Linked DNA regions of Mus musculus: regions 1 and 2 are each linked to region 3. The links are chromatin contacts, called in public HiChIP or PLAC-seq and promoter capture Hi-C maps. All regions are on one chromosome and are shown on one strand. The core of a region is the stretch at or near the end of the contact, and the rest is flanking DNA. Distances in the headings are between cores, read along the strand shown.

Region 1 (2,708 bases), core at 124-2,623, 420 kb before region 3:
ATGGGTACCACATGGCAACTGGAACCTGGCAGTGTTGGTTTGGAGGGCTAGTGGCAATGACTTTGGCAAAGGAAACTGACAACCAGGCTCCTTTCTCCAAAGGCATCCCAGGGGGAGGAGCGGGCTAGTGCTCCAAGTGGCTCAGAGTGGGTAATAGGAAACCTTAGGTGGGTCCCTTGAACCTTTAGACTCTAGAAGAATCCTAGGCAATTTGTAGGGTCTCTAGCTGAGCATGAAAGAGGGGAAAATTTGGGGTCAGTTCAGTAGTGTCTGTAACTGGTTAGGAATAACAACCTGACCAAGACATCACACTAGGCCACTCAGCAGAGCCCCCAAATTCACCCCTTGACCTCTTTGTACTCTGCCCCTGGACAGCACCCCTGTACAGAGAATTGATTCCCAGAGGTGCCTGCTGGCCTCTGCATGCTCCAGCCCTCCGCTCCCCCCCCCCAATTTGCAGGGGGCCCTTGCCTCCCCACACTAGAGGCTTGTCCATTTCTGGGGCACCCTTTCTGCCTAGCCTCATTACACGAGTTCCTTGGTTTCTCACAGAGCCTGATGATCCTGGAAGGGGTTGGGCCGGCTCCCAGAAGGCCTGGCGGGCCGGGTGACAGACAGATGGCCGCGGGCACACTCACCTAGCAGCAGGTTCATGAGCACCTCTTGGCCAGCCAGGGTGCTGCTTCTCACCAGGCAGAGGATGGTGCCCCCGATCCAAGGAATGCCGTGGCCTGTGATGCCAATGAGCTTGACCATGGAGCGGGCGCTGGCCCAGGATGCAGCCCGGCCGGCACACACCCCCAGTCGCTTGGACATGCAGATGTCAATAGCCAGCAGGGAGTTGAAGGCGATGCCCTTGAATGAGGGGTTCAGCTGCATGCAGTCCTCCTCGGGCAGCTGCTGTGACTGGCGACGCTCCCGTGCCCCGTCGCTGGAGGGTGGGGGTTGTGTTGAGGGCCCCGAGGCCTTCCTACCTGAGCTTCTGGGCTCCTGGGTCCCCTTGGGGGGCTGGTTCAGGGACAGGAACTCAGCCCGGTTGAGGACATTGTTGCGATCCCTGGCACGGGCCCGGCTCTGGGAAGCTGGCATGGTGACCTCACTTACTATGAGAAGGCCAGTCCCAGCCCAGTTCCAAGGGCCTTCTCCCAGAAGACAGGAGCCACCACCTTCTCTGTAGCAGCTGTTAAATATAGAGAGGAGACTTGCACATGGCTATTTACCTCCAGCTGCCACCCGGCTCCGTTGGGGACGTCAATGACAGCTGGGCAGTCAATAGAGCCCACCCTTACAGGGCCAGCGCCAATAGAGCCACGGACAGGCAGATGAATCCACAGCTGAGGCCTGGCTGCCTCGGGCCTGGGCTATTTAAATCTGCCAATGGCTGGTCCTTGGGCTCTGAAGAACTCTGGGAAATGTAGTCCATTGTTCTTGATTCACCCTTTGCTTCCCGTTCTGGTCTCTGGCCCTAGCAGAGATGGACTCTAAATTAACACCTGCTTTTCCCAGCTACACTTTGACCAGCTTTGACCAGGGCAGATCCTTCATAGCCAGGTCCTCTTGTTCCCCTGGCTGGGCAGTGGGTACTTTAATCCCAGGGACTGTAGGGGAATTTTGATGTCACTGAGAGCACTCTATGTTGGGTCTCTAGGGCTAAGTCAACTATCCCCTTTCTTCTTTCCTCCTCCTCCTTCTTCTTCTTTCTTCTTCTTTCTTCTTCTTCTTCTTCTTCTTCTTCTTCTTCTTCTTCTTCTTCTTCTTCTTCTTCTTCTTCTTCTTCTTCTCTCCTCCTCCTCCCTCTTCTCCCTCTCCTCCCTCTCCTCCCTCTCCTCCCTCTCCTCCCTCTCCTCCCTCTCCTCCCTCTCCCCTCTCCCTCTCCTCCCTCTCCCTCTCCCTCACCCTTCTCTCCCCTCTCCCTCACCCTTCTCTCCCCTCTCCCTCTCTTTCTTCCTTCTTCCTTCTTCTCCTCCTCCTTTTTTAAAAATACAGTGTTGATTTTGCTGTTGTAAACTGTGGTGCATTTAAATGGTTGTTGTGAAACTGGCCTTCTGTTAGACAGATGGGTAATTAACTGGGAAGAGATCTGCCTCTTGGAGATTGACAGAAGTGACTGCCCGGGGCTCATCACATCGGGATTATGATTTGTCCGTCTGTCCCGCTCAGTCCAAGACCCAGAGTTTATGCACAAAGACCACCCCAGAGCGTCTTAAGGACAAGAAGCCAACTCAGGTTCTGTTGTCTCCAGCCACAGCAGATAGGCCTGCAGGCTCCAGAGTCAGAGCCTCTCACATCAGCTCATATCAGCTGGAAGGCTTCGCTCAGCCTGCCTCTTTCCCGAACCTTAGGGTTTCTAACTGTAACACAGGCATCATAGTGCCCACTTCTTACAGTTGTGCAAGGCACTCAAATAGAAGTTTGTAAAACGCTGAGTAATTGTTCTGCTCACAGTGCTCTGTGGGACTCCATGTGATATGGAACAAAGTCCTTGTTCGTTCAAAAGGACCCAGCCCATGGCCTGCCTTTGTCCCCATTCTTGGCTGAGGTGAGGCCAGTATCCAAGAGCCCTTAATGTGGGGTTCCTTGCAAATCCCAGTTGCATACAGCTGAGACAGATGAAGTAGGGACCACCCTATGTCTCCTCTCTTAGTGTTTAATTCAGACCAAGCTTGGACTGGGAGAGCCCAGACCACATCATATCTTCCCTCCTGGGT
Region 2 (2,700 bases), core at 45-2,544, 370 kb after region 3:
TTAAGAGCAAAGGCAGCTTTGTCTATAAAATGTGAGTGTAATACCAGTCACAGCCTCTAGAGGGTGTTCCTGCAAGTATTAAATGAGCTAAAGCGGAGAATCCGGGTACAGAAAGGATCTAGGGTCAGCTGTGAGTATCAGAATGACCACTCATTCATCTGCTAAATGTTAAAATGGGGACTTACATAGAGGAGCCATTCCACCAGGCTTCCTGGGAAGCACAGAGAAGAGGAGCTGTGTGCAAGGAGTGCAAGCACCCAGAAGTGATCACTCGTCTCCCTACCTTCTCCACCTCTCCCGTTGGAAAATTGGGGGGTCCAGGGGCTAATCCAGGACCAGCTCTTTGTGGTGGTTTGAATAGGACCCCCCCCCCCCCCGCAAAGGCTCATATATTTGAACACTTGCTTATCAAGGAGTGCCGATACGTGACAGAGATTAGGAGGTCCACCCTGGTTGGAGGGAGTCTGTCACTGTGGATACAGCCTTGGGATTTCAGATGCAGAGCTCTCAGCTCCCTCTACAGCACCATGCCTGCCTGTGTGCCACCACGCTAATAGATAATAGACTAAGCCTCTGAAACTCTAAGCCAGCCCCAATAAAATGTTTTCTTTTATAGGAGTTGTGTGGTTAAGGTTTCCCTCAGCAATAGAGCACTAAGACCTCCTCTATCCCAGGATTGTTCCAGAAGTCACCACCACTCCCACTCTTCCTGATTTTCCAGAGGCAGGGGGGCGGGGGGAGGGAGTGGATTTCAGGACTCAGGAATGGTTTGACCCCTGAGATCTGCAGAAGTGAGTGGCTAGCCTGGGGTCTCACCAGGGGAAAGGACACAATTTCTGAGACAGAAGATGAAACAGACCATGAGCCCTGGTCCCTGACCGAAGGGTCCCTACAAAGTCCTTCCTGGACACCTCCTGGTAGACTCCAAGTGGATACCCTGGCCAGTCCACAGCCACTAGATCCTAAGTCTCTCGGCAAAGCAGAGATGTCCCCCACGGGATCCTTTGTCCTGGAAACATCCATCCTCTGGACTTTAAAGGAGGCAGAGGATACCCTGGGGAAGGAGGAGAAAGGGAGACGGGGAAGGGAGGAGACAAAACAATGACCTGAAACTTCGTCCCACGCAGGTACAGTTGTTGTTTGTTTGTTTGTCTGTTTGTTTTTATTTAATCGTCTTGGCAAAGGAGAATTTACATGCAAATACTTAGAAGAGACATCGGATCGTTAAATCCACCCAAAGGCACACACAATCTTTTGGAGATGATCTAAATCAGACTGGTGACAGAGACCCGAGACGGCGTAGTCAAGACACGCGTGCATTTCTCTTCCTAGACAAACTCAGTCTTGGGCTTGTGTGGCGACGGGGATGGGGACGAGATCCCAGAAACGCTCGTTTTGTTTTTTGTTTTTTTGGAGTCTGGCCCAACGGACTCAAAGAGGGTGAAGCAAGTTTCTTTGCTCTCACTCCATTGGTTAGAACTGAACCACATGGCCGCCCTTGCCCAAGGGAGGCTGGGAAATGTAGTCCTTTGCTCCACACCCCGCCCTGATGAAAGGAAGTGCAGGAGGCAACAACTTTCCAAGAGCTCAGTTTCCCAAACTCAGAGGATTTTGATGCTCTTTCTATGCCCACCACTATGGCCAGAAGATAGCCAAGAGGACAAGGTGGATGGATGTCAGGCAGGGTGGGAGAGGGCAGACCGGCTGCTGAGGAGGGCAGGGAGGCAGTGACCACTGCAGGGATCCTCCTTTGAATCTATACCACCATCCCCACCTCCCGCTCCTCTCTGCCCGGTCCTGTTCACCCCAAGTGGTGCCCTGGGTATTTTGTTATGGTTCGACTGTGAGGTGTCCCCTGCAAACCAGTACATTAAACACTGGTATTGGTCCCTGCCTAGTGGTTCTGTTTTGGAGTTTTGTAGAACTTTTGGCCTGTAGACAGCTTAGCTGGCAGACGTGCCCTGGACCTTAGAGATTACTAATCCCCTTCTGGTTTGGAGGTAGTTCTCTGCTCCCTGGTTTGAGTAAGCCTGAGGAGGACCTGCCTGCACTCCCACCACCATATCTTCCCAGCCATGGTAGACTAAAATCTCACCACGAGTGTAAATAAAAATTTCTCCACTATGATGTTTCTGCCCTGTATATTGGAGTGAGGAAGGGGGAGGTGGAAGACTCCCACTGGGAAGGAAACCAGCTGAGCTACCATAGAGAGCTCACTCCCCTGGGAGGAGGGAGAATTCCTAGGTGAAACCAGCACAGTAAGTCACCCACTAAGGTCAAGGCCTGCCTGTCCAGGGCGATGTGAGGCAGGATGGATGTGCCAGCCAGTGCTCTCAGCCCTCAGAGCCCCTAAGCTGTCCCTCCAGATCTGCCAGCAGGCAGCCTCCACAGCAAGCATACCCATGTGCCTGCCCGGCTTCCCTTGCACCCTGCACAGCTATGCCTGTTACATGGGGCTGGGGATTTGAACTCAGGTCCTCATGCGTTCAGAGGAGGCATCCCACTACTGATGCATCTCTCAGCCCCATCGATTTTCGACGCTTCCATGGATGCAATATGGTTGGGCTCTGTAAGTGGCCTCCAGCTTCCACCTAGGGACAGTTCCTGAGGACTGAGACCCTCCTCGGTAACAGGCTCTCTTGAACAGAGACCATCAGTCACAAGCTCTTACTAAATCCTGCTCCACAGCTTGCTCATCAG
Region 3 (2,700 bases), core at 17-2,516:
GAAAGAAAAAGAAAGAAAGAGGAAGAAAGAACAAACTAGGTGCAACGGACAAACGGCCACACCTTTGAGTTAAGAATTTGGGAGGCGGGCTGGTGAGATGGCTCAGCAGGTAAGAGCACCCGACTGCTCTTCCAAAGGTCCTGAGTTCAAATCCCAGCAACCACATGGTGGCTCACAACCATCCGTAATGAGATCTGACTCCCTCTTCTGGTATGTCTGAAGACAGCTACAGTGTACTTACATATAATAAATAAATAAATCTTAAAAAAAAAAAAAAAGAATTTGGGAGGCAGAAGCAGGTGGATCTCTTGAGTTCAAAATCAGAGCGGTCTACATAGTAAGTTCCAGGACAGTCAGTGCTACATAGTGAGATTGGAGGGTTGGGGGTGAGGGGGGGGGACGACGGGGGGGGGGGGACGGACAGACATCGGGAAGACTGGCTACCTAATGCAGATTTATCTTTGGTGGTAATACAATGGTGGATTTTGCTCTCCTGCCCCACTTTTCAGTTAATACTCACTAACCTACCAATTCCTGTTGTCACCACTGTCTTCCAGGTGAGGATACCGGCCTTAGCAAGGTGCTAAACTAAGGATAACAATGTCAGATGTCCGACTCCATAGACAGCCCTAACTGCCACATGTTGTGACTTTCCGTGCTAAATTTGTATTGTTGGGTACAATATGTTGCCTCAACCCCCGCTCCACCAAAATTACTGCTTCCAAGTCAGGCTTGTCGCTGAGGTAACACTGAAAGAGATGACCAACCCCACTGTCCATTCAGAGGGTTGTAAGAAGGGCCCTGCAACCAGCCCTCCCCAGTTCTCCCTCCCTAGGAAGGCTCAAGAATCTTGAGTTTCAGGATAAGGGTCCAAAAGTTCCGAACGCCATAGATCAAAAGAGGGAATCAGGAACTGACAAAGGTGCAGCCAAGATGCCGGGAGTCAGAAGCGTGAGGCTCGCAAAGGAGGGAACTAGTATGGATGCTCCGATGTGTCCCGGGTAACTCGGGGACTTAGATACAACGGGACAGGAGGCCTGGGTTCCGGGACAGCGGGCCACGTGCAGAGAGCTCTGCAGCCGCCTCCTGAGGCCTTGGGACCCCCAAATCCTCACGTACCGCATGAAGCCTGTGTCCGTGGTGATCGTGTCCCCCGGCACCACCAAGTGTTTCTTAGAGTCGCGGCCCAAGCTCTCACTGAGAGGTTTGCGAGCTTTAGGGAGCCTCATCTCCAACGCCATCTTGGCGCCAATGACTTGCGCAGGCGCAGCTCTACACCGCTCCTCAACTCCCGCCTTCCTTCAGAGAAGCGACCAATGGGAATGGATAGTGTGGCAGCCATGTTGAGTATTGGCAATATTAAGTTAACTCGTGGAAGTGAGGGCACCAAGCTGCCATGTTTACTATTGGCAAGAAAGCACCTGCGGAATGATGAATTCTCATGTCGTAAGGGAATATGACATTAGTTTGGTTTGGTGTTTGGATGTCAGTTTTGTGTTTGTTTTAGAGGAACGACCCCGTGTAGGGCTAGCCTCAAACTCTGTATAGTTGAGGATAACCTTGCTGAGGTCCAGATGTTCATGCCTCCACCTCCCAAATGCTGCGATTACGTGAGTTTGTGTAGGTTGTGGGTTTGGTGGTGGTGGTAGTGGTAGTGGTAGTGGTAGTGGTAGTGGTAGTGGTAGTGGTAGTGGTAGTGGTAGTGGTAGTGGTAGTGGTAGTGGTAGTGGTAGTGGTAGTGGTGTTTGATGCCCAAGAGGACAAAAGAGGATGTTGGAGTCCCTGTAACTGGAATTATAGAAGTTTGTGAGCCATTATGTGGGTGCTGGGAAACGAAACCAAGTCCTCTGGAAATGTGGCCAGTACTCTCAACCTCTGAACCACCTCTCCATTCCAGGTGTAGGATTTTTTAAAGACAGTGCCTCATGTCATCCAGGTTGGTCTCAAACTAGCTGTGTAACCCAGGGTATCCTTGAACTCCTCCTCCTCCACCTCCCAGGAGCTGGGATTACAGGTGTAAGCTGCCATACCAAACTGTATGAGTTTTTACCCAAACTGTTCCATTTCATCATTTTATTTATTGTTGGCAAGTCTAGAGATTGAGAAATGAACCTTGGCATCCAACTCAAAACCACTATAATCTAATATTTTGTAGACTATAGATTTAGGACCGGGATTTACAGGAAACACCATCTGAGGAGAAGCTAGAACCCTCTGAATACTGCTCCTCGTGGGCCTTGTCTTCTAGCCCCTTAGGTGCTGTCCTCACCTACTGCCCTATGGCTCTAATGTGCTTTAGTAAGGACCTCTTCTGAGTGATGACATGTGTCTGCTGAAAGATGACTGTTGTAAACAGTCATGTGACAAGCAAGTCTGTAGGGAGGCATAAATGTAACTTTTATTTTCCTGTTGTAATTGTTGACTGGGAGGTTTACTGTCTTTGTTTGCTAACCTAGGTCTAGTTCTGGAAGCTTCTAGACTCTGTACAGTCTTATCTAGGCCTAAAATGTTTTCAGCCTCTGAATTGCTGCTGAATAAGCTCCCCCTTTCTAGTTCTTTCTGAGCTCTGGCTGGCTGATTCAACTCAGTTGTTCTGTCTCAAACTCTTTTCCCAGCTCACTTATTAGATTTGTCTTTTCTCTCAGCCTCTAAATTCCTGCTTGGCCTCAAACTAACTCTAGCAATCTTATCTAACCGTCT

Evidence for each region. Promoter capture Hi-C pulls out the DNA fragments that hold promoters and counts their contacts. HiChIP or PLAC-seq counts read pairs in DNA pulled down with a chosen protein or histone mark.
Region 1: a contact with region 3 is called in a promoter capture Hi-C map of liver, with 2.8 times the contacts expected there. The contact joins the promoter of Plpp7 here to the promoter of Exosc2 in region 3. A contact is called at or near these places in 8 of 39 promoter capture datasets (the 3T3-L1 cell line, 3T3-L1-derived adipocytes, the C10 cell line and 4 more), 3 of 484 Hi-C or Micro-C datasets (B cells, CD8 T cells and pro-B cells) and 5 of 115 datasets of contacts at active chromatin or transcription factors (the SCID.adh cell line, embryonic stem cells, large pre-B cells and 1 more).
Region 2: a contact with region 3 is called in an H3K4me3 HiChIP or PLAC-seq map of embryonic stem cells, with 7 times the contacts expected there. The contact joins the enhancer-like site here to the promoter of Exosc2 in region 3. A contact is called at or near these places in 9 of 39 promoter capture datasets (the 3T3-L1 cell line, the HPC-7 cell line, embryonic stem cells and 4 more), 1 of 484 Hi-C or Micro-C datasets (embryonic stem cells) and 4 of 115 datasets of contacts at active chromatin or transcription factors (astrocytes, bone marrow-derived macrophages and embryonic stem cells).

What each region holds. Positions count from the first base shown.
Region 1 is chr2:32,094,193-32,096,900 of GRCm38.p6, reverse strand. It overlaps Plpp7 (phospholipid phosphatase 7 (inactive)), which reads right to left and starts at 1,373. Exons shown (of 2, transcript NM_145521.4): 1 at 639-1,373. The coding sequence starts at 1,089.
Region 2 is chr2:31,296,840-31,299,539 of GRCm38.p6, reverse strand. No RefSeq gene overlaps it. Among named protein-coding and RNA genes, the nearest start is that of Hmcn2, 16 kb to the left of the region's middle. Within about 2 kb of position 1,294, at least 129 of the 459 cell types and tissues checked have an H3K27ac peak or open chromatin away from gene starts, as enhancers often do. A contact at or near this core is called in bone marrow-derived macrophages, where this site is marked.
Region 3 is chr2:31,669,281-31,671,980 of GRCm38.p6, reverse strand. It overlaps Exosc2 (exosome component 2), which reads right to left and starts at 1,266. Exons shown (of 9, transcript NM_144886.3): 1 at 1,120-1,266. The coding sequence starts at 1,241.